Regions from separate parts of the Mus musculus genome. Here all the other regions are linked to region 5. The links are chromatin contacts, called in public promoter capture Hi-C maps. All regions are on one chromosome and are shown on one strand. Each heading gives the region's core, a stretch centred on a gene start, on an enhancer-like site or on the middle of the called end of the contact. The rest is flanking DNA. Distances are from core to core; before and after follow the strand shown.

Region 1 (2,940 bases), core at 333-2,832, 680 kb after region 5:
TGGACTTTCTTGATTTGAATGAGGGAGGCAGTGCAAAGGTTCCTGTAATCCCGAGAGAAAACCACCATGTGGGTAATGGAAGAGGCGGGGCTGGAGCTAACAGCAACTTCACAGAGGGCTGGCATCTGGGGCTGAGGGTGCACCTCGGTGATCGATCACGTGATTAGCATGTGCAAGGCCTGGGTTCTGTTCCCATCATTCTCAAAGAGAGGAAGTAGTGGGAGGGGGCATGGACTATGGACTATAAGAGGTACTTTTTGGAAATGAAGGTTTCAGAAGACCCATTGAAGAAGCTCTCCTGCTAGAACTCCATCACCCACGTGGAGCCATGTTTCAGAGTCACTGAGGAACAAACCCCAGACCATTTCCACCACACTATGTGGCTTAGAAATACACTGCTGTTGATCTAACCTTGTGTAAAATATGACCCAAAGATGAGCTATTGGGATGCAGTATAAGCTTCAAACCAAACGGTGCGTGAGATGCCAGTGGGTTGGACCTGTCCACAGTGCTCTATGCTGCATTAGGAAGAGAAAAAGCAAAGGCTGGCTGGGATGTTTGAATGGAAGCTCTGTAACGTTAGAATGAATTCTCTTCACTTACCCTGCTGTACTTTTCAAAAAGGAAAAAAAAAAAAAAAACCTTGCGATCCTCCCATTTTCCAGATGACAAAATGAACTTCCCATCAGTGTGTGTGATTGAGTAGCAGTTGGCAGACAAAATTAGAGTAAGACTTTCCATCCAGACCACAGTTAGTATTCTGGCTAGCTATCCTTGAATTCTAGACAGATAAGTAGTTCTCTTCTTCCCCTGCAGCCATCCCAGAAACAGGAAGAATACAGAGTAAACAAATACCCTACTCCAGAGTGCCCCTCCACCCCCACAAGAAGGAAACCACGTGACCTTCATCAGTTCCAAAACAAAGGCAGCAGTGTCTGAAGACCACCGAACTAGGGAGGCTCTGGCATGCCACTCTCTCTCTGAGGGACTTGGTCCTGTGCCCCTCCCCAGGCAGCCGAGGGAAGCCCCTAATTACTTCCTGGTTTCTAGGGAAGACAGTCATTAGTTGGGGACTCCATTCCAAGCAGCTACAGCAAGCTGAACGCAGAGAATGAGTCCCACTCTCTGCAACCTGTCTGGAAGGAACAAGGTGCTAAGTCGAAAAGAAACCAGACAATTGCTCAAACAAACTGATCTGGAGGAAAGCCCACGGAGAAGCGCACCTGTGTGCAGTCATTCATTGGGCCAGTATTAAGTGCCTGCTGTCTGTAGGTACTGTGCTAGGTACTTAAATAAAGGTGCAGCAAGAAAGCAAGAGAACTTGGAAAGAAGCAGAGCTAAGGTTAAGAGGAAAGAAGCAGAGCTAGAGAAAACAAGCCACTATCCAGTAGTAGATGAGAAGATCCAACCCCACCCCACCCCAGCACAAATTGTTTTAAAAAGAAATGTCCCCTGGCCCTGTCTTTCTCAGCAGTCATGTTTTCCTCTGTTTTTCAGTTTCTATTTGCGAGGACTCTGTAGGACACGCATTCCAGAAGGGAAAATCAATAGCCGCTGTCTCTGCCAGCTAGCAGAATTTGGAATTGACGGTTTGAAAACAAAGCCTGCCAGGCAGTCTTTGTGTTCTCTAGTTAGGCGGTGCGGTAGCACTGCCTCCACCAGAGATTAATGAGAGCTGTCTCCAACCCATGAGAGGGTGAGGGAGGAGCAGGGAGGGACACTACCCCCAATTCTTTGGTGCCATCTGTGTTGGCAGATCATTCTGTCACCCTACCTGGATTGGCAGCTGGACTCCTGGTCACCCCCAAATCAAGGCTCTGTGTGACCCGTGTCCCTCAGCTCAGCTCACACATATGTGTGTGTGCGCGTGCATGTACACACACATACACACACACACACACACACACACATGCACGCACATGTGCACACACATGGTCCATTGTCATCCTGTGGGCACCACAAGCCCTTCTTGTCTCAGGACCTTTGCTCTTGACTGCTCCAATTGCACAGGACGCAGTGCTCTGGGACTGTTATACTTCCACTCCTGATCCTTCAGGCTCAGCTCAGAGCTGCCTTCCCAGATCTGCCTAAGGCAGCCCCCCTCTGCCCTCCACATTTACCCCATTGTCCAGTTATGTTTCTTCAGAGCACTTCTCAGCCCCTGAAATGATGCGGCTCGTTTGTCAACCCGTTCCTGCGTGACTTACAGAAATAACTTGCATATGTATTCACTTTCTGCCATGTCCATCACCAAGAGGTTCACAGTGCTCAGGTGGTTCATGGCAGAAAGACACAGATACATCCTTATACTTATACTGATGGTGGATATTACCTACCAGAGTACATGCACAAGTGTTCCAATGTTTCATACAAAAATAGTGTTACAAACAACCTTCCTTATACTTAAACAACCATCCTTATACTTAAAGGGTTCACAGTTCAACAGGAGGATGGACTGATGCGCTAGCATGTGTAGGACATAGGTCAAGGGCTCTGTCAAAATTAGCTCCAGTTGTCAACTTGACACATCTGTGAAAAGGGAGACCTCACGTGAAGAATTGCCTCCCTTGGATTGGCCTATAGGTGCATCTGTGGAGCATTCTCTTGTATAGGAGGGCCTGGCCCACTATGGGCGGTGTTATCCCTAGGCAAGTGAACCTCAGCTATATAAAAGATGGCTGAATGTTAGCCTGGAAACATGGCAGGAAGCAGCTTCCCTCCAAGGCTCCTGCCTCTGTTCATTCCTTAGTTCTTGCCTTGGTTTCCTTCAAAGACATATTCTGTAAGCCAAATAAACCTTCTCCTCCTCAAGGTAGTTTTGGTCAAATTCTTTATCACAGCAACACAAAGAAAACTATGACAGGTTTCGTTGGGCAGAAGGGCAAGAATGTGGAGAGACTTGGGAAATCAGAGTGATTCTGTCTTCACTGAGGAAGTGGC
Region 2 (3,117 bases), core at 463-2,962, 810 kb after region 5:
TGCTCCTTGTGGCTTGTTCAGCCTGCTTTCTTATGAAACCCAGGACCACCAGCTGAGGGGTGGCACCACCCACAATGGGCTGCAGCCCCTCCTGCCCTCATGCCTCCATCCCTTGTCAGTCACTAATTAAGAAAATGCCTTACAGACTTGCCTACAACGCAATCTTATGGAGGCATTTTCTTAGTTGAGGTTCCTTCCTGTCCGTTGATTTTTGGTCGTGTCAATTTGACATAAAACTATCCGGTATACCCTGACACAGGGAGAGCCAGAGGGTAACATTAGGAGAGGATGCCAGTCAGTGCTATCAGGAGGCTGAGGGCACTGAGGAAAATTCATGTCCAGTAGAGCTGGGTCTCTCCTCCGTGCTGGGGAAGCATGCCTAGCAAGAGATGAGAACTGAGACCCAGAGTGCTTGTTCACACACTCAGGAGATGCTGCCATCAGTCTTGGAGTAGAACAGTCAGGGTCACACTCTTATTCCTGATTCCTGCCCTTGGAGACTTAGAACAGAGAGAACTCAAAGTGGAAACCAACCAGTGGTCAAGTCACATTTCCCAGGAGCTTTGGGGACGAAAGCCCATGCCCGGAGAAGTCCATACGCAGAGAAGCCCCTCCTGGTAGAAATGTCTTCTATTCAGCACCTGGGTCCTGGGGAGCAGGTAGTCTGAGAGAGGAGATGCATGCTCTGGAAGCTTGAGAGGGTCATGTGCAGGCTGAGGCTAGAGAAAGGTGGACTCTCCGTGTGTGTGTGTGTGTGTGTGTGTGTGTGTGTGTGTGTGTACACATATATACTTAGATATACACACATATATATGCATACATATATATAAATCTTTCCATGTGGGTATAATATACACATATACATGAATATATACGTATTTGAATATATTTTCAAATATCATTCAACACTAGTGTACTGGGGCACTATTCTAAAATCTATCCATAGGGCCCCTCATAATTCTTCATGGTAATAATTATCATAAGCTCCATTTTACAGCTATGTAAATACAAGCTCAGAGAGTTGAAGTGTCTTGCCTTGAGGTTACACAGCTATTAGATAGCCAGAATGACAGCCGAGCTGCCCCCACTTCACCCAGGCCTCTGGTGGAAATCCTGGCCTGGAGTAGGGTCTCCTGGAAGGTGGCTGTCCTCTCCATCCTCCATTCAGCAGGTCCTGGAATTCTTTGTGAGAACCGGTCTGCTCTGCCAAGCTTGAAATGGGAGCAGAAAGCAGGGAGTGCTCTGTGCAGAGATCTGTGTGGATTGTCATGCAAGGCAGGTGAGTTCTCCGGAGTGAGGGCTGAGAGAGAGCATTTAAATTCAGGTCAAGGAAAAGGTTGACCTGCTGGAAAAGCTGCAGCAGGTTCTGAGGCTGGGGGCAGAGGGCAGGTTTCTGAATGGTCCCTGTGGACCCCACTGCAGCTCTAGGCAATGTTGGAGCTGAGAGCGCTCATCAAGGGCTCCCCACAAAGAGCATCCCTTGCCGCTGCATCTGCATTTCTGAAGTGGAGCTTTTTGATTCTGTGTCTCCCAAGTCATGATGCCAGGGCACGGGGACACCCTGTACCGAAAGCAGCTCCCGCTCACTCTGTTGTGCTAGATGCAGCTCCCTTGGGGAGTTCCAGGATTTTTATTGCCCGGGTGATCTTTCCTGAGTCTAGCTGTTGCCAGGCAGTGTGTGGGAAAGCCGCAGCGAGTGTGTGAACATGACTCTACGAAGAGACTCACGGTGAAGAAGCTACCGGGGGACTGAAACATGATATGATGCACAGAGTCTTAGATGTCATGTGATGTCACTGGGGGAGGGGGGAGCTGAATTGTGAGAGGCAGACTTGAGGACTGAGGTCACGGGAGGAAACTAGACAAGGAGGCAAAGGCAGGACCAGTGCAGGCAAAGACCTGGCCACCCTCTCTTTGGTCATTCAGGGAAGGACAAGGCCAGTGCAGTTGCAACTTGGTCAGATATGAGATCCACAGAGGGATGTAAGCCCCTTGTAGTTTCCTGTCTGGACTTGGCTAGGTTTCAGTACCAATTATCATGGTGAAATACTTGGTCTAGATGTTTCTGTGAATGTATTTTATAGGTACTCTTAGCACCTGCAATAGATAGACATTGCAAGCAGTGAAGATTATGGCAGCAGAGAGGGGACAAAAAGCAGGTGGTTGGTTCACTTTGCAAAGTGAGACAGGAAGACTTACAGATGAGCAAGCACTGGGACACTCGGTTTCTCCCCACCCCCACCCCCACTAAATACAAAGATTGAAGCCAAGGCAACATCCTGAGCCCATCGTGGAAACTCAGGGGTCCCTCTCCTTTCCTTGGGTTAAACAGCTCAGTTTACCCTTGGTTACCATAGTCAGCATGGGTGACTCCAGCTTGTGTGAAATGGGGCAGAGCCCTCTGTGGTTTGGCCTGTGTTACGGAGAGTTTTACAGACTCACCTGTGTACACAGAGGTGAATAGATAGTAATCAATCGGGAGGCTCCAGTGTGAGGTGAGGCACTTGGCTCAAGACAGCAGACTGAACATGAAGCAGAGTCCTCCAGCCTCTCTGCATTATCCACCACAGTCCTTGCACCTTTCCTGCAAGCCCCAGCTTTGATCTCCTCACAAGCACGCCCCTTCTTTCCTGGCTACCTCATTCATCAGCATAGACAGTGCCTAGCACACAGCAGCTGCTAAATAAATACATATGCATACATGAATGAATGAATGAACGAATGCCCAACTCCTTGGCCTGAGGCCATAACCTAAATGTGTGCACAGCTGAACTTTAGCCCTTGAATAAAGCTTCCTGAAGGCAGAACTGGAATTTGGTCCACCTATATATCCCCAACACCTAGTACAGCATAGCACTTAACAGACTCACGAGAGAGGACCACATGATGATACTAACCCATACACCATGGCAGCTTGAGGCTTCCTGAGTCCTGCCCAGAGTTCTGTGCTGTGTGGCTCTCCTGGGGCTGGCCACAGGAAGAGAATTGCTGCTAGGTCTCAAGTGAAGACATTCCAACTTGTCTGCCATTGCCAGGGTTGCCCATGCCCTGCCTTAACCCGTTTCTGCCTAATTTGGTCACTTTGTGGTAGATCTTGGATACCCCAGCCATGTGTTT
Region 3 (2,895 bases), core at 360-2,859, 660 kb before region 5:
AAGCTACCAGCTACTTCAGGAAGCCTGGCACAAGACCTGTGCTGTGAGAGGCATTCTGTAAAACATATGTCTACTTACTCTCTGGGCTTTTCTGTTAACCCTTGAATACATTAAAGATCTCTGTATGTCAGTAATTTGGAGCTCTTTCTTTTGTACGGATTACTTCACACAAAATGCTTGCCCAAGGACTGGTCTTGAAAAATTCACTAAAGAAACACATTATTGAAATCATTACAAAATGTCAGAGTCAGGGGAGCCTCTGATTGCAAGAACTGAATGTTCAACAGTCAGTCCAAGGGGTAAGAGTGAAGTGGTTAAGAGATGGATGCTACTGCGTACCCAAAGGATAGGTGCACTTCTGAGAAATCCCAAGGAACGTAAACATGGTGGCCAAGGGAAGCAAGGGGCTCAGGGTCCAGATGTAGAATCCCCTGGGCCTGAGCAGAAAGGTGAGCATGGAGGATGGTGGGAAGTTAACTGTGGTAATCCTTTGAGCAGTAGAGTCGTGGGGGACATGCTCTCGGAATCTTTTTCCTTTCGTGTATTTGCATGGTGATTGTTTTCCCTGGAAAGAGCTTACATAACATTTATGATGCGATAAACAAACATGTTTGAGAACATGTAAAAAAAAAAGTCCATATGTAGAATTTCTCTCATGACAGATATTATTTGTAAGCACAGCTGAAGGAGCCCAATCCTGAGGGAAGAAGAGGCAGCTTATTAATGGCTCCGATGTGCCCATCACGACTAGTGGCTACTTGATCAGCCTCTGGTAGAGGGAGGGGCACCCTCACCCTATTCCTTACAGGTGACCTCAACCAGACCAGAGGGACATAAAGGCTCCTTTATCTTTCTCCAGGTCCCATGGAGTTTGCCGCAGGTGGTTTTTTTTTTTTTTTTTTTTTTGAGTAGCTGAGGCTGTTGAAATTGAGAAGGCCTTTTATCAGGCCTGGCTGATGCAGTGGCTATCCTGGGAGCCCAGACCCACCTGAGAGCCTCAGGCCTTACCTGTTCCTATCTGGTCCTCTCCAAGATTCCCCACAGCCATCTGATAAGATGCATTTAGCTGTCTAGTTTGCATGTTCCTGACAATTTTCATTCAAAACATATGCAAATACTGAGGGCAGGCTGCTGGGGACAGAGGTTGTGGTGAAATGCTTCTAAACTTTTAACCAAATCACTCTATTAACCCAGGAAGAGGCCTTTTGATTTAGGCTTCTATTTGCATCAAAAGCACTGTTAGGCCCCTGCTCATCTGTACTCCCAGATGGCGGCTTATCTCACCTCTAGTAAAGGTGGAACCAAGCAATGTGACTGGGGACAGCAGTGATGCCTTGGCTTTATGCCAACAGGTCACTGAAGCCCCTCTCAAAGTACCAGTTGGATATGGGGGAGAGGGTAGGGTTGGGGACCAGAGACTTGGACAGCCCCCAGCAAGTTCCTAAGCCACAGGACAGAAGTCAGGGCCAGGGCTTACCAGACGAAGGGTTCTGGGTCCTCTGGGGCACCTGCCTGGGGTGTTTATACAGTGGCCAGGTCAGCAGGTTGAGGCTTTAGTGCACAAAGAGAAAAGCTCTGCATAAGCCTGCTGGTGAATGAAGTTCTGAAAGAAGTGGTAATTGGATATCTTCCCGAGGCAAGGGACAAATCTGGGTCAGGGAGGGGCGAAGCACGGTGGGGGCTGGAGCGGAGGCAGGAATTTTACAGAAGTATTTCCTGTTTCTTGCTCCTCATTGCCCAGACTATCAACTCAAAAATTCCAAAGAGAACATTTATGTGTTCAGAGCAGTTAGCCCTGGACAGTGCCTGTGTCAAACTGTCTGTCTTAGGCCTAGCGAGACCCACCCTCTATTTCTTGCTTTGTTGTGACTGCTGTGAACATTTTCAGAATTTTAGACTATATAGGACACAGTTTGCATTTGTACCGGGCCAGCCTGTTCTGGGTAACAGCAGGGCTAACGGGAACAAAGACAAGTTCAGGCTACATGCATGCCATGAGACACACAGGCAAGCATGCCCAGGACTCACTTAAACCTATGCATACATGCCTTAGAAAACATACCACAGCCCTATACACATTGTAATATCCTCAGATGCCCTGCAGCCAGGAACCACCATACAAGCCAGAGCGCATGACCCAGGTTGGCATCTCTGATGGCTTAGGACAGTGGTTGGAAGCTGGGACAGAAGTCCAGGGCTTAGGAGGCAGAGGAGGAGGCTCGGTGTATAGAGACGAGCATAGTTAAATAAGGTTAGCAAGGCCCTGCCTACCTGCCGGAGGGCCAGCATCAGGTTAGGGGAAATAAGGGTGCTGAGGGGAGCTTGTGAGGTGGGACCTGAGCACAGCCATCCACAGGCTAGGCTTCACTACCACTTCTCAGATGTGGACATTTCTAGCCATCATACCTACACCATCGAGTAGGCAGGATTCTTACTTAAAGAATCAGACTCAAGACTAATGAAGTAACTTGCCCAGAGCCCCACAGCCAAAAAACTGGAATGCATGTGTAGATAGCATCTTTTGGATTCCTACGCCTGTGCTGTTTCCATGCGACACTTGTCAAGGAAGGTGGGGGGAAGATGACCCATATCCCCCCACCTCATAACCTGCATCCCTCATTATTACCCTTCTTCTTTTCTTAAAGGACACACGTCTGGGTGATTGCCTGCCTCTGATCACCCCCATCTCTACAGCTAGAAGAGGCAACCACAGCAGGGTGTGCGATGGGCCAGAACTGGCTTCTCGCCCTTGCTATGGTAGACTTGACACTTGAGGCAGACGGTTCTTTATCATGAGGGCTGGAAGCCTGGAAGCAACCCATCCACAGACTGATACCTCCTCACTGGATCCTTCACAAGGTGGAGAGGAAAAGCCTTCTGTGGCCCCTTTTATAT
Region 4 (3,088 bases), core at 524-3,023, 630 kb before region 5:
AGAGGATAGAGTGCTGGGGTGCAGGGATCCAGAGTGGGTGGGGTGTTGTCAGAGCTTCTATTACTAAGGTTTAGGAAACCCCAGAAAGCAGTTCTGGATTCCCAAGACTTGACGGTCAATTTGAGCTCTGTCTTTGTTCCTCAGTGACTAAGGACTTTGGCTAAATCTCAGTTTCCTGGAAACTATCCTTACTTCCCCGGGCTCACTGAGGAAATGTAGGGCAGACACGGTAAGTGTCCAAGAGCCGTACAACTGAGGTGCCACCAGAATGGAAGCCCCAGCTCTTCCCCGCTACTCTGAGCTGGAAAGTGGTTGAAGATTTGCACAAGGCAGTCTCCTTTCTGAGGGACAAACAGATCTGACCAGAGCTGACTTCAGAGTGGGCAGTGGAAAAGTTCCAACCCTGGCTTCCCATGTGAGAACAACACTAGTGTTTGGGCCTGGAAACTGGATGTCGGAATGCTTCACACTCCTCTCGGCAATGTCTCCTGCTCACCTTTTAGAAGGGATGCTCCAGTCTTAGTGTAGGAGCTGCATTTAAGCTGAACATGATCACTGCCATTCTGGTCTACGCCATTTGAGCTGAATACGATCACTGCCATTCCGGTCTATGCCACTTTAGAGAAGCAGCTTTACACACAAATGCTATTTTTCTCATCTGTGCAATGGGTTCACTAAAAGACACCCTATATAGAGAGCTGCCAGCATTAAAAGAGGTTCCAAATGGAGGGAAAGGTCAGAGCTGTGCCATGGGGCCATCAGCGGTGCCCAGCCATGGTCAGGTCCTCTCTACTACAGGTGTGGCTGTGACACACTCTGGCTTGGCTTGGTCTAGTCCTGCCCAGGACTTGTCATGTGCTGGGCACCGAGATACACATGCAGGATTCTGAGTGTTGGCGCACATCAAAGACTGACCAACTCCCCTCCCTGTTATTCTTTCGACGAGGAAACTGAGGCACAGCAGAAGCCTGAATCTGTTCCCAGGGCTCACATTCTCCTCTACTGTGGATTCCCTTCAGCTCTGTCTCCTAGCAGCTCCAGTCAGAACTTTTTAGAACAGAGTTCGGAACAAAAATAAAATGAGCCCTCAGGGATGCCTACAGCCTTTCAAGGGATGGTCTCCTATTCCATATGCACTGCTACTTGTCTTACCTGGGTCGTCCTCATCTCGGGGCACCTTCTTGAAGCAGTCGTTGAGTGACAGGTTGTGGCGGATGGAGTTCTGCCAGCCAGCCTTGCTCTTGTTGTAAAAGGGAAAGTTGTCGGCCACGTACTGGTAGATCTGGCTCAGTGTGAGGCGCTGGTCGGGCGCACCGTGGATTGCCATGGCAATGAGGGCTGAATAGGAATATGGTGGGCGTACCAGCTTCATGAGCTCTTCCTGAGAGGGGATGGGCAGCCAGCCCAGGTCGCTGGGCAGTAGCTGCCTCTGCATGCCATAGGCCTGGGGTAGAAAGGGGCTGGCGTTAGTGCCAGGCAGGTAGGGTGGTGGGGTCATGGCCGGCCCATTGAGCCAGAGGTAGGGGTTGGGAGTGGTCCCGTATTCGCCACCACCTTCGAAGGAGGTTGGGCGCTGAGGACTGGGCATGCCCTGAGGGTGGAAGAAATTCTCATAGTAAAGATTCATCTCCGGGGGCTCCTGGCCGATGCTGGGGAACTGGGGACTGCACCGAGGTGGTGAAGGCGCTGGGAGGTCGAAGGAGCTCATGCTGGAGCTGGCTTCGGGTAGCCACCGGCCGCACCTGTGTTCTCTGGAGCTGCCCCTGACAGGTGCTCAGCAGGTCCTGGCCTCCTGTGACTTATACCCCCAGGGCTTGGCTGGGTGGCCCCACCCAGGGGCGGCCACCTGCCAGCAGCTCCCGACCAGGGCCCGCCTCCCTCTTGCCTTAGCTGCCTGTGGCCTTAGTTCCCACTAATGACATGCTAAAGGAGACTTATTGGAACCAGTACCCCAAGTGACAAGAGCTCCCTTCCATCCTCCCCCTGTTTTCTTTCCCATCGTTCCAGAGTACCTTTCTCTTTCCCTTGCATTTTCCCTCCCTCCTCACGTTCCCTGCCTTTCTCCCTCCTTCCCATCTTCTCCACAGGCTATTCTGTGTTGCTTTCTTTGTTTCTCACACTTTCTTTCCCTTCTCTTTGCCTGCTTCATTCTGTCTCTCACTCTTGTTTCTTGCTCTTGAGCCCTTGTTTTCCCTTCCACTCCTGCCCCTCATTCTCTGATGAACCCCCACCTACCCCACCCCACCCACCTCACCCACCCCACCCCTATATATCAGCAGCTCATGCTTTGGTCTTTGGAAGGCTAGATGCATTTTCTAGAGTTGCCAGGACACTCTACAGCTCCTGTAGAGTCAGAGAGCAGTTTGGCCTCTGGAGAGGACACATGTGGCTCCCTTCTGCTCCTAACTCTCTCTCTCTCTCTCTCTCCCACTCCTCCCTCTCTCTCTCTCTCCTCTCTTGCCCTCCCCATTCCTCCCTCTCTCTCTATCTCCCCCTCCCCCTTCTCATTCTTCTCTCTCTCTCTCTCTCTCTCTTTCTCTCTCATACACCACATACACACACACTCTTACATATACCACACACACATATACCATACACATATGCACATGCACACACACACACTCTTACATATACCACATACAGAGACACACACACATATCACACAGAGACTTACACACACACACACACACACACACTGTAGGCCGAAAGAAGACAATGTGAAGGCTGCTGTGGACATGGCCTGGAAACCCCCCAAGATGAGCAGCAGGGCTCTTAAAAAGAACATCAAAAGATAGAGGATGGGAACTGGATTTTAGGTAGAAATGAGAAAGAACACCCACGATTCAAGTTTCTTTCTAGCTTTAAGGCACAGCAGTCTCCCCTGATCCTCAGTTGATCCAACATCTGTGGAAGTTGTTGTGCAGAGACCCCTGGCACTGAGGGAGCTAGGCAATGCGGAGCTAGGCAATGCAAGCACACACACACACACACACACACACACACACACACCGGCTGCTCTCGTCCTTCTCCTGTCTTTTAGTCTCAGAGACAGTGCTTACAAGCAGGCCCCGCTTCCCATTGCTGCTTA
Region 5 (3,183 bases), core at 445-2,944:
CTGAGCTCAAAGCTCACTTCCACATCCAACTGGCTACATCAATGTGAAAAAGTTTTGTGAGCATCTTGCTTCATCTATCTTAGAGATTCTATAAGATAAAAAGAGTAAAAGGAAACAAACAAACAAACAAAAACAAAAAAGCCGGGAGGTGGTGGCACACACCTTTAATCCCAGCACTCGGGAGGCAGAGGCAGGCAGATATCTGAGTTCGAGGCCAGCCTGGTCTACAAAGTGAGTTCCAGGACAGCCAGGGCTATTCAGAAAAACCTTGTCTCGAAAAACAAACAAAACAAAACAAAAACAAAAACAAAAAGAGTAAAAGGCATCTAACTAGATTAAGAACACATGAATTCTTACTAGGCATCAACAGAAATACCATGCCAGCCAAACGGATTTTAAACTTTTTTTTGGGGGGTGGGGGTAGTTACATTTTCACAAATAAGTACAAGTGAAAACATTTAACCCAAACATCCAAAATGTTACCACTGCAATCTGTAATCATTGAATAGATAAATAAACAAACCCAAGCAAAACTTTCAAGCCCAAAGTTCTCCTGCCTATAGGAGGCTCAGGGATAAAGATGGAGCAGAACCACTGAATGGCACAACTTGAAACCCATCCCATGAGAGAGAGCCAACCCCTGACACTATTAACGACCCCGTGCTATGTTTGCAGCCCTAACATAACTGTGTCTTGAGAGGCTTAACCCAGCAGCAGATGGAAGCAGAAGCAAAGGCCCATCAGGCATCAGGCAGGGCTCTGGGAGTCTCGTGAGGAAGAGTAGGGGATAGAATTGAGCAAGCTGAAGGGGTCAAGGCCACCACAGGAAGACATGCAAGTCAATCAACCTGGACCCATGGGGGCTCACTGAGGCTGAACCACCAACTAAGGAGGATGCAGGGGCTGGACCTAGGCCCCCTACGTATGTGTAGCAGATATGCAGCTTGGTCTTCCTGCAGGTCCCCTAACAATTGAAGCAGGGCTGTCTCTGACTCTGCTGCCTGCCATTGTACCCCTTACCCTACCTGGACCGCCTGGTTGGAACATGCTTATTTAACTCCGCTGGGATTTGATGTCCCAGGATGAGGTGGTACTGGGGGGGGGGGGGGACACGACTCCCCTTCTCTGAGAAAAGAGGGAGGGGTAGTAGTGGGGATAGGGATTGGGGGGCGGGACTGGGAGGAAAGTGGGGAGGGGGCTGCGATTGGGATATAATGTGAATAAAAGAAAAACAACAAAAAAAGTAAATAAGTAAAACATAAGCGAATGAGATGTTACAATGAGACTCCGTCCTGTGTGTCTGCTACATAATTGTAAGTTAATTCAGACTGCACCACTGGCTAAGGGTACTGGAGAATTCAAGACTCGGAGGTCCCAGACCACCCAGCACCGTATTTATCCTTCTGCAGTCAAACCCGCAGCGAAGCGGTCCGACCGAAGACTACACCGACCCGGAAGGCGGCTCCAGAGAACTCAGGTTCCTGAGAACAGGCGTTCCTCCCACCTCCTCCCGGTTCACCCTTCCCGACGCTCGCCCTTACCTCTCTCCTCACGCTTCCTGGCTGCTGCAACCGGAGGCCTGTCCGGAGAGCACTGGACTCCCAGATTCGTGACACTAACTCCACCTCAGCACAGAAATAACTCCCTCTTCACTCGGCAGCAGCACTGCTAAGTAAGCGCCGGGGATTTTTGAATACGGTTCCCGCGAGAACTCACGTTTCTCACGAGATGTCTTGTCCAATCCGCGCCTCCGGGGCAAACGAGTGGGGCGCCTTGCAGAGACTGCGCATGTGCATGCTCCGCGACTTGGGCTTTTGGGCGTTCCTGCTGCTTCGTTTTCTTAGAAGTGTCTGCTTTTAGTGAAGTGTGTTTCTCTGGTTTATTTATTTGTTGTCGTCTTTACCAACGCCAGTGTCGCCGGGTCGGAAGGTATTGTCAGCCCCTCGCTGGCCCGCCTGCAGTCGCCTTTAGGAGCTAAGGCGTTGAGTCTCACCAGGGCCAGCACAGTGCCACCTTCCACTGGGCTCGCCCCAGTTAGGACTGCGAACCACCCTGCCAGCCCTTGCACTTTGCGCAGAGGAAATTAAAGTCTCCTCCAAAGAAAACCTAAGTAATTCAAAATCACCGCAATAGGACTGCTATTGAGACGAACCCAGCTGGTTTTGCAGTACAGCTCGAGGGCATGCGTGTCTAAATAGAAATTCCTTGTAAACTTGCTTATTCTTTACACTTTTAAGCAATGGGAAATCTGGAGAGCTCTAGTAACTGGCACCTGGCATCATATCTTTTTTATCTATGGGCTTGGCTCTATGTCTTTTATCGTGGTTTACTGTGTTGAATCTTTGCCCTCTGTAGATGAAGGTGCCGAAGTGACACATTCCAAAAGTGAATCGGAAACTCCAGTCAGTAACATTCCCGTTTTGTTTTTCTTTATATAACAAAACGTCTGAGAAGGTTTTCACTATTCAGTTTCATCATCATCGTTATTATTTAGCTTTTTGAGACAGGGTCTCTATGTAGCCCTGACTGTCTTGGAACTCTCCCTGCAGACCGGACAAGCGATGAACTCACAGAGATCCTCCAGCCTCTGCCTCGGGAGTGCTGGGATTAGTTTGTTATATTGTACAGTAAATTGTCTCTTGACAAGATCACCAGCGTTTCTTTTTGTTTTTGTTTGTTTTATCATGAGGCCAATCCTGCACTGTACCCCAGTGATTTTTTACCTTCAGTGTCCAGTAGTCAGTGTTTATTTTTCCCCTTTCCTGCATTGCCTCCATTGAGTTTTAATATCTTGATGCTCCACACCCTTTGACTTTCTCACTTCATTTTCATTTGTAGACCGTTATTTCTGATGGAGCTAGACCAGACTTTAAAGGACTGAACTGTTTTAAGATAAACAACAATGATCCATCAAGCAGATATAATCACCACTGAGTTCTTCATTAAATGAAGCAAATTCCATTTCTTCTATCATTCTCAGATTCTTCAACTCAGGAGTCAGGAAGATAACCTCTATCGTTGGCCAGTCATGACTAGTTAATACCTGTAACTAAAATCTTTATGAATTCCTTGTTTTGTTCTTTGATTCAGAGAGAACATATTAAATCACATACTATCTCTCAGGTGCAGTGACATAGACCTTGGAAGGATGTGTGATTAAACGTACTATCAGGGAGTTGCTCA
Region 6 (3,166 bases), core at 209-2,708, 550 kb after region 5:
AAGAAATATTTGTATAATATATACTATATTGTTACTATAGTAAATGCTTTATGTAAATTTTTGATGGAAAAAATCATAGTAATCCCATGTTAGCTAAAGCACAATCTCTTTCATTTCTCAAATGACTAGGGTGCAGAGAAATCAGGTCCTGTGGCTGAGAACCTACTAAATACTGTGCATCAGTCCCTGCTTTATGGCAGATTAGGGGACAGATTTATATAGGAGTTTGGCATTGCAGCCAGTGTTCAATAGATGATCATTACGCTTATCATATGTGTTTAATGGACAGATCTGTCACAAATGGTGTGATTTCTCAACTTATACGAATAGAGAGAGCTAATGAAAAAATACGGTTTTAATTAGCAGTTTTTGCTAAGCTTGCAGACAAAATGCCCCTCTCCTAACAAGGCTTTCTGGATCTATAAAATCCACTCCAGCATAATCAGCGTGATCGCTTGGTTGCCAGCCATTCCACCCGTTAGCCTTGCTTTCATTGCTGTGGCAGAGATGTTACATTCCTGCACGTATCTGGGCTTCTGGATCAGCCCGTGCTCCTAGGTGCAGAGCTGTGTTACCTTGGACCCCCTGGACCTTGTTAGACCACTTTCGCCTGCTGAATGCCCAGTCCTCTTACTGGTCATCCAGCCAGAGACTTGAAGATTTTGTCCTAGCATTTCAGAACTGGATAGTCAAGTTAGCATTGGCTCCTAAGTGGATGCGTCTACCCAGAGCAGGGCTCCTTCTCCTCGTTCAGGTCTCTATTCCAATAGTCTCTCTTTAGGAAGACCTTGGATCCCCAGATGCGCCAGATGTGGGGGTATAGTTCCTGACTTCTAGCTTCCATGGTATGCTGTTGGGACTGCCTTCCCCTTGTGAGGTAGAAGGAGTGTTGACAAAGAGAAGGGTCAAAAGAACGGCAGAAGAAAAAGAAAAACTAAAAAGAAAAAAGATAATTTAGAGGGAAATAACTTTCATATATAGAAACCATTTTGAACTGGGAGATTCTTTGGGGACATATATTGCAATTTCTTTAAAAAAAAAAAAAAAAAAAAAAAAAGGTTGGCAGGTTCCTAAGGTGAATTCCTCAAAGTTACCCGGCTGTGCATTTTATGTGACTTCTGGATGAGGACATCAGAAACTTCTTCAGCCTGACCCTACTTACTTAGAACCTGTGCATGCTGAGATACTGTTTGGGGGAGCTCAATTATTGGCTGAGTCTGGGGGAGCTCAGAACCCAGCGCCTCTGGGCAGGAACACACAGCCATCAACACCCAACTGCACACCTGCTGGATGCAGGGTCACCAGAGAACATGCCCGAAACCTGCCTTTGCAGGAGTATTTTATGTCCTGACCATGAGAGCAGCCACCCAGGGGACAGCAGGATTATCACAAGGGGACAGACCAGATGTGCTCTTGTTTTGTTACTCTAATACACAGAAAGGCCACAGGCGGCCCAGGACATCAGCTTGTAGAAGCTGCCTGCTCTAATACACAGAAAGGCCATCAGCTTGTAGAAGCTGCCTGCTCTTTTACTCAGCAGTTCCTTTTGCTTTTGCTTTGTTTTTGTAGGGATGGGGAGCCCTCATCCTCAGCCAGGTTTTGCCTTTTGCCAGCAAAGGCGCCTGGCTGAGGTTATCTCTCAAGCTCCTGCAAAAGACAGCCACCTACCTTCTCCTTGCTTCCCTTCCCTACCTGAGGCCCTTTGAACAGTTTTCACAAGCAGGGGAGCCCTTGGAAGCAAGCTTGCCTAGCTGCCTTCAAATGCATGTGCCTGCCGAGCCAAGGTTGAAACTCTGTTGCAGATTCAGTCAAATGAAACCCAGCTGCTACTATCTGTAGTTACGGTTGTTGTTTGTTTACTTTCTCTTGGTTTATTTTTTCCTTTGTTAATCACACCATTTACACCCCACCAATACTTCATTGGTTTCTTGACTCATCAAATTTATAGTAAATCTCTACTCCAGGTCCCTAGATCCAGACTCTGGTCAGTTTGGGCTCAGAAACTTTGCTAAGTCAAGGGAGAGAAGTATCAGGAGGAGAGAGAGGGGACTGGCAGGCAGAAGGGAGAGAGGGAATTTACAAAATATAACATGAGCCATACTACCAGAAGTGTTACCTTCCTGAGTCCTTTAGTGTTTGAGTATCGTGTTCGAAGGATCCCTGCCAGTCTATGAATGTGTCATAAAGTTTGATTATCAAGATTAAAAGCATAACTGAGTCTCCTTCCTTCCCTCTTTCTCCTACCCTCCCTCTCCTTCCCTCCCTTCCTTCCTTTCTTTCTTCCTTCAACAAAACAGTCTCTGTAATCCAGACCCCACTGGCAGGCAGGCGTCTTAGATTTCCTCTCGTGTTTTGAGTTTTTCTCCCCGCCCCCCCCCCCCCCCCCCATGCAAGGACTATGATGTTTGTGGAGAGCTGGGCTGCCTTGTGAGCTCCACAGGCTTCGTTCCTCTCCTGGAGCCCATCGCCTAGGAAGCATCAATCAAGGAAGCTACTAGGTTCATGAGACACAGGGGTGAGTGCCACAAGAAAATAGGAAAAGGGAAATGTGTCAAAGAACTGAATTTGGGATCCAAGAAGGTCTTCCTCTCGAGAGAATATTTGAACAGAGACTTGAACAGATAGACTCATCTTTTCAGGGTATACTTAGGATCTGCCCTAGGCTCCCACTGCTCCAGCGTCCTGTTCAGCCAGAGTTGAATTCCACCTTACATCTTTACATCCAAAATGCTGTGAGGGGCAGAGGTCAGGAGGCTGCTGAGTGGGAGTGACCCAGTCTTAGGCACGAGTCAGCCTTTAATAAAGATCCAGGTAACCCTTTGAAAGATGAAACCTGTGGTCCTGTCTCTCCTAGCAGAAGAGTATCGGGTTTCAGTTTTTAATTATGAAACTGAGGAGGCAGCCCTGCCTCCATCCTGTTCTGAGGGTTCAGCTGCCTCCCTCCTGGGAAGAGGTCTTCCTGTCTCCAATCCTGCAAGCCCCAGGGTACTTACCTCAAGCAAATGTTGGCTGCCTCAAGTCAGCACTTACGGGGGCACCCAGTCACAGGCTCTAGAAAGGTGGGTAAGGAGAGTTACTGGAGAGAGTGTGGGAAGCAGGATTGGCTAGGGTTGCCAACACTTGCAGCTATGAGTTGCCCTTCCAATTATGTTACAGAAAGATAGGA
Region 7 (3,103 bases), core at 410-2,909, 740 kb before region 5:
CATTGGGGGGTTGGTGAGGTGGTTCAGCAGTCAAGAGGACTTACAGCTCCTTCAACCTAAATTCCATTCCCAGCACTCACACTGGACAATGGTTCCCCAGGACTGTTTACAACTCCAGCTCCAGGGGTCCAATGTCCTTTTCTGGCCTCTTCAGACACCCATGCAACACAGGGCACACACACATGTATATTTTTTTAAAAAATTAAAATTTAGGTAGTTTACAAAAGAAAAAAAAGTGTTATCTCAGAACTAAAGTCATTGTCTTTTCTTATACCCAGGAAAGCATCAACCTGTTTTGGTTTTCCAGATGAGAACCATTGCAAGTGGAATTCTTAGGGTGAGGGTTCTTCTCACATCCAAGACACATCCACAAGATGGGGCCCTTACAATAGAAACAAAGTCCCCTTTTCAGAAATCCTCAACATTTACAAACGACCTTACAGTTATCAATTGTGTGGGGGCTTTCCTAATTTTTTGTTGATTCCGTGTCTCTTACTCTTGAATGACAGTAGCCACTTGTAATTTCTTTAAGCACACACTAAAAACTAAAATGTTATGTCGTGTTTATAATTCATTGTCGAGAAAGGATTAAGCAAGCACTGGATTATCTGAAATACACGACGTTGCACAGTAAATATATCTAACCAAGACTGTCTCCAGAGGGATGGCTGACTAGATGTTAACTAGCTTTTTAGTCAAACTCCTCAAAATGACTTGAAAAGTAAACCGAAATTGGCCTAGACTGTTCCTGCCAGGTAAAAGCTGGGTAGTTACAGGTGAGGATTATTTGTGCTGGATAATGAAATCAAGTGAATCACCAAGTTAGCCCGTGTTTTTGTATTTTCCTGAATTTCAGTCATGTATCCTGTTTTCCCTCACTTCCTTCATGGCAGCTGTAAAACTTCTTTTTTTCTCCAGACATTAAGGAGAGAGACACGCTTTGCATAACCTCTAAGATCCTGAATATTAAAACAAGAGCATAAAGAACAATCTCACGTGCACATGCCAAATCCAAGATTTGGATGTTTTTTTTTGGGGGGGGGTAGAAATATAGTTTTAAAGAATAAGTATAAAGCCTAATTATTAATAATAAAACACAGAAACGGAAGTAAATGAATCAGAATGTCCTGAGCTCCACCCAGTGGGTAGGAGAGAGAGCATCAGAAGACTTAGGAGGCTCGAATCCCACAGGGCTGGCCACAGCTCAGCCTTATAGTTATAAAAATGGCTACTAACTGGGCACAGAAGATCCACACCCAGAGGACTAGGCCACGTCAGAAGTCAACATGCTATACAGGGAGGGCATGACACCACTGATGCACGTGCCCACAGAGCCCTGCTAGGGCCCTCAAACCTCAAGCGAGGCTTTCAAGAGCAGATTTTGAGGATCTCTACTCTCCAGGGGTCCCCGAGTTCCCAGTGCACAACACTCGCTCAGCCCCTGAGGCCGGGCCTAAGGCAGCCTGGAAATTCCCACCGCCTGGAAGTTTCTGGAAGTTTACACAGGCCTCGTTCACCTTCTGGGTGCCCCTTCCCCACCCACTCCACAGCCCTGAAGTTAGCTTGGTTACTGAACGGCTTCAAATACGCCTCAACTTTCCAAATGATCACCACAAATCACCTCGTCAACGGATCTGGTGAGGCCGAACCTTCAACAGTCAGTCAAGTCAACATTAGCTGTGGAGAGAGGGCGGGAAATCCAGGCTATGCTTCCTGATTGGCTAGTGTCTCTGTCTACCTGATTGGTCAGCGTCTATGCCCACAGCATTTTGATTGGTTTGGTCCTACACCCGTGGCATTCTGGGAATTGTAGTCTTAAATAAGAAACTCAACGGAAAATTGCGGATTCTAGGCTGCAAGTGACTCCTCTTGAGACTACCAACAAGGCCTTGACAATTTTGCTTCCTAGGTGCCAGCTTTATAACCCTTATGGGTTATTTTCTTTCCACAGTGCAGTGCTGGAGCTAAGGGCAGATTCTAGACTGACTGGTTTGGTTTGAAGCCTACACTAAATAAACTCTTAAGACCAAATTCCCACCCCCATCTTAGGAGCTATAAAAATATCTTGGAATAATATTTTGAGGGCTAAGTAAGATAATTAATCAGAGGGGTTTGGCTGGTAATAACTGTCCTGTAACTGTTTACTGGTATCAGGCTTACAAATTTTTCAGCTGAATAGGATACAGATGAGCCGACGACACAGTGATTTCTTGCCAAGTGAAGAAGCTGGGATTCAAGCCATCTGTGCTTGATTCCAAGAGGAATCCCTGACGCTACACGCTTTGAAACCGCCCCAGGTATTTGACATGGTGCTCTGAGTTATTATCCAAGATGTGCCGAGATCGTAGGTCTCCAGCATCAGGTACAAGGACATTCTGATTTCCCCAGGCCTCTCCTACAGTTCAGTGCCTTATCGAACCAGTTCCTTCCTGGTGGCAACCCACAGCACAGCCTGTTGGTCATTTTACGTTTTGTTTATCTCCAGTTTAACAATGTTGAGTTTGTCTGATGCTGAGTTAAATAGATGAGGAAGCCATAGGAGAACTGAGCATCAGTCCTGATGATAGCTAGCTGTGTGGCTCTACAAGAGTATCTTTTTTTCTTCTGAGCCCTCATTTCCTCATTGGGTTTCCTTGGGAGAGGCAAGGGCTAAGTTTCAGTCATTGCTAACATATAACAGCTTATTGAAGCCTGCATTATTACGGTACCTAGTATGTTAGTATTACTATCACATCTTAGACTCCACTCCTTTTAAATTTACTTTAAAAAAACACACCCCCAGTATAAGTGGAGTAAAATGTGACCAGAAGGTAAACAGGAGGACCCACAGGCAATGAAAACAGGGTGATATTTTATGCTGTGTGAGCTTGCCTCTTGCTTGATGCCGTGTCAGAGCCTGGTCTTTGTTTAAAACGAGTTCTTATTGGTCAGGAAAGTGTCACAGGCCATTTAGAACAAGCTGAGACTTCCATCTGAATAGAGTCAGAAAGATGGAAAGAATTGCAAGAGGTGTAACTCACCACGAGTATATGTGTTTTGATGCCTATGGGCCCCATATAAGCGTCCTTCATATCACTAGTGGGATTTGTCGATCCAGAATTAG

What was found. Promoter capture Hi-C pulls out the DNA fragments that hold promoters and counts their contacts.
Region 1: a contact with region 5 is called in a promoter capture Hi-C map of liver, with 4 times the contacts expected there. The contact joins the enhancer-like site here to the promoter of Spdl1 in region 5. A contact is called at or near these places in 11 of 39 promoter capture datasets (the 3T3-L1 cell line, 3T3-L1-derived adipocytes, the C10 cell line and 4 more), 2 of 115 datasets of contacts at active chromatin or transcription factors (both in embryonic stem cells) and 1 of 9 other capture datasets (adipose tissue).
Region 2: a contact with region 5 is called in a promoter capture Hi-C map of hippocampal neurons, with 9 times the contacts expected there. The contact joins the enhancer-like site here to the promoter of Spdl1 in region 5. A contact is called at or near these places in 15 of 39 promoter capture datasets (3T3-L1-derived adipocytes, the C10 cell line, the HPC-7 cell line and 10 more), 1 of 484 Hi-C or Micro-C datasets (female germline stem cells), 1 of 115 datasets of contacts at active chromatin or transcription factors (embryonic stem cells) and 1 of 9 other capture datasets (embryonic stem cells).
Region 3: a promoter capture Hi-C map of stem cell-derived epiblast-like cells shows a contact between it and region 5, with 4 times the contacts expected there. The contact joins the enhancer-like site here to the promoter of Spdl1 in region 5. A contact is called at or near these places in 7 of 39 promoter capture datasets (the HPC-7 cell line, embryonic stem cells, epiblast stem cells and 4 more) and 1 of 115 datasets of contacts at active chromatin or transcription factors (embryonic stem cells).
Region 4: a contact with region 5 is called in a promoter capture Hi-C map of pre-B cells. The contact joins the promoter of Foxi1 here to the promoter of Spdl1 in region 5. A contact is called at or near these places in 10 of 39 promoter capture datasets (the C10 cell line, HPC-7-derived erythroid cells, cranial neural crest and 4 more) and 1 of 9 other capture datasets (liver).
Region 6: a promoter capture Hi-C map of epiblast stem cells shows a contact between it and region 5, with 3 times the contacts expected there. The contact joins the enhancer-like site here to the promoter of Spdl1 in region 5. A contact is called at or near these places in 6 of 39 promoter capture datasets (the 3T3-L1 cell line, cranial neural crest, embryonic stem cells and 2 more), 2 of 484 Hi-C or Micro-C datasets (adipose-derived mesenchymal stem cells and ganglionic eminence) and 7 of 115 datasets of contacts at active chromatin or transcription factors (embryonic hindbrain, embryonic stem cells, epiblast stem cells and 1 more).
Region 7: a contact with region 5 is called in a promoter capture Hi-C map of embryonic stem cells, with 2.9 times the contacts expected there. The contact joins the promoter of 4930469K13Rik here to the promoter of Spdl1 in region 5. A contact is called at or near these places in 12 of 39 promoter capture datasets (the C10 cell line, the HPC-7 cell line, cranial neural crest and 8 more).

Annotation. Positions count from the first base shown.
Region 1 is chr11:35,511,934-35,514,873 of GRCm38.p6, forward strand. The region is part of intron 5 of Slit3 (slit guidance ligand 3); the gene reads left to right. Among named protein-coding and RNA genes, the nearest start is that of Gm39705, 31 kb to the right of the region's middle. Within about 2 kb of position 1,583, at least 29 of the 459 cell types and tissues checked have an H3K27ac peak or open chromatin away from gene starts, as enhancers often do.
Region 2 is chr11:35,637,954-35,641,070 of GRCm38.p6, forward strand. All of the region lies in intron 20 of Slit3 (slit guidance ligand 3), which reads left to right. Among named protein-coding and RNA genes, the nearest start is that of Mir218-2, 23 kb to the left of the region's middle. Within about 2 kb of position 1,713, at least 21 of the 459 cell types and tissues checked have an H3K27ac peak or open chromatin away from gene starts, as enhancers often do. A contact at or near this core is called in hippocampal neurons, where this site is marked.
Region 3 is chr11:34,168,077-34,170,971 of GRCm38.p6, forward strand. No RefSeq gene overlaps it. Among named protein-coding and RNA genes, the nearest start is that of Gm12121, 33 kb to the left of the region's middle. Within about 2 kb of position 1,610, at least 35 of the 459 cell types and tissues checked have an H3K27ac peak or open chromatin away from gene starts, as enhancers often do.
Region 4 is chr11:34,206,316-34,209,403 of GRCm38.p6, forward strand. It overlaps Foxi1 (forkhead box I1), which reads right to left and starts at 1,774. Exons shown (of 2, transcript NM_023907.4): 1 at 1,153-1,774. The coding sequence starts at 1,708.
Region 5 is chr11:34,831,947-34,835,129 of GRCm38.p6, forward strand. It overlaps Spdl1 (spindle apparatus coiled-coil protein 1), which reads right to left and starts at 1,695. Exons shown (of 12, transcript NM_027411.2): 1 at 1,542-1,695.
Region 6 is chr11:35,382,818-35,385,983 of GRCm38.p6, forward strand. The region is part of intron 4 of Slit3 (slit guidance ligand 3); the gene reads left to right. Among named protein-coding and RNA genes, the nearest start is that of Gm46277, 96 kb to the left of the region's middle. Within about 2 kb of position 1,459, at least 26 of the 459 cell types and tissues checked have an H3K27ac peak or open chromatin away from gene starts, as enhancers often do. A contact at or near this core is called in epiblast stem cells, where this site is marked.
Region 7 is chr11:34,096,895-34,099,997 of GRCm38.p6, forward strand. 4930469K13Rik (RIKEN cDNA 4930469K13 gene) reads right to left here and starts at 1,660. Exons shown (of 5, transcript NR_155520.1): 1 at 1,622-1,660.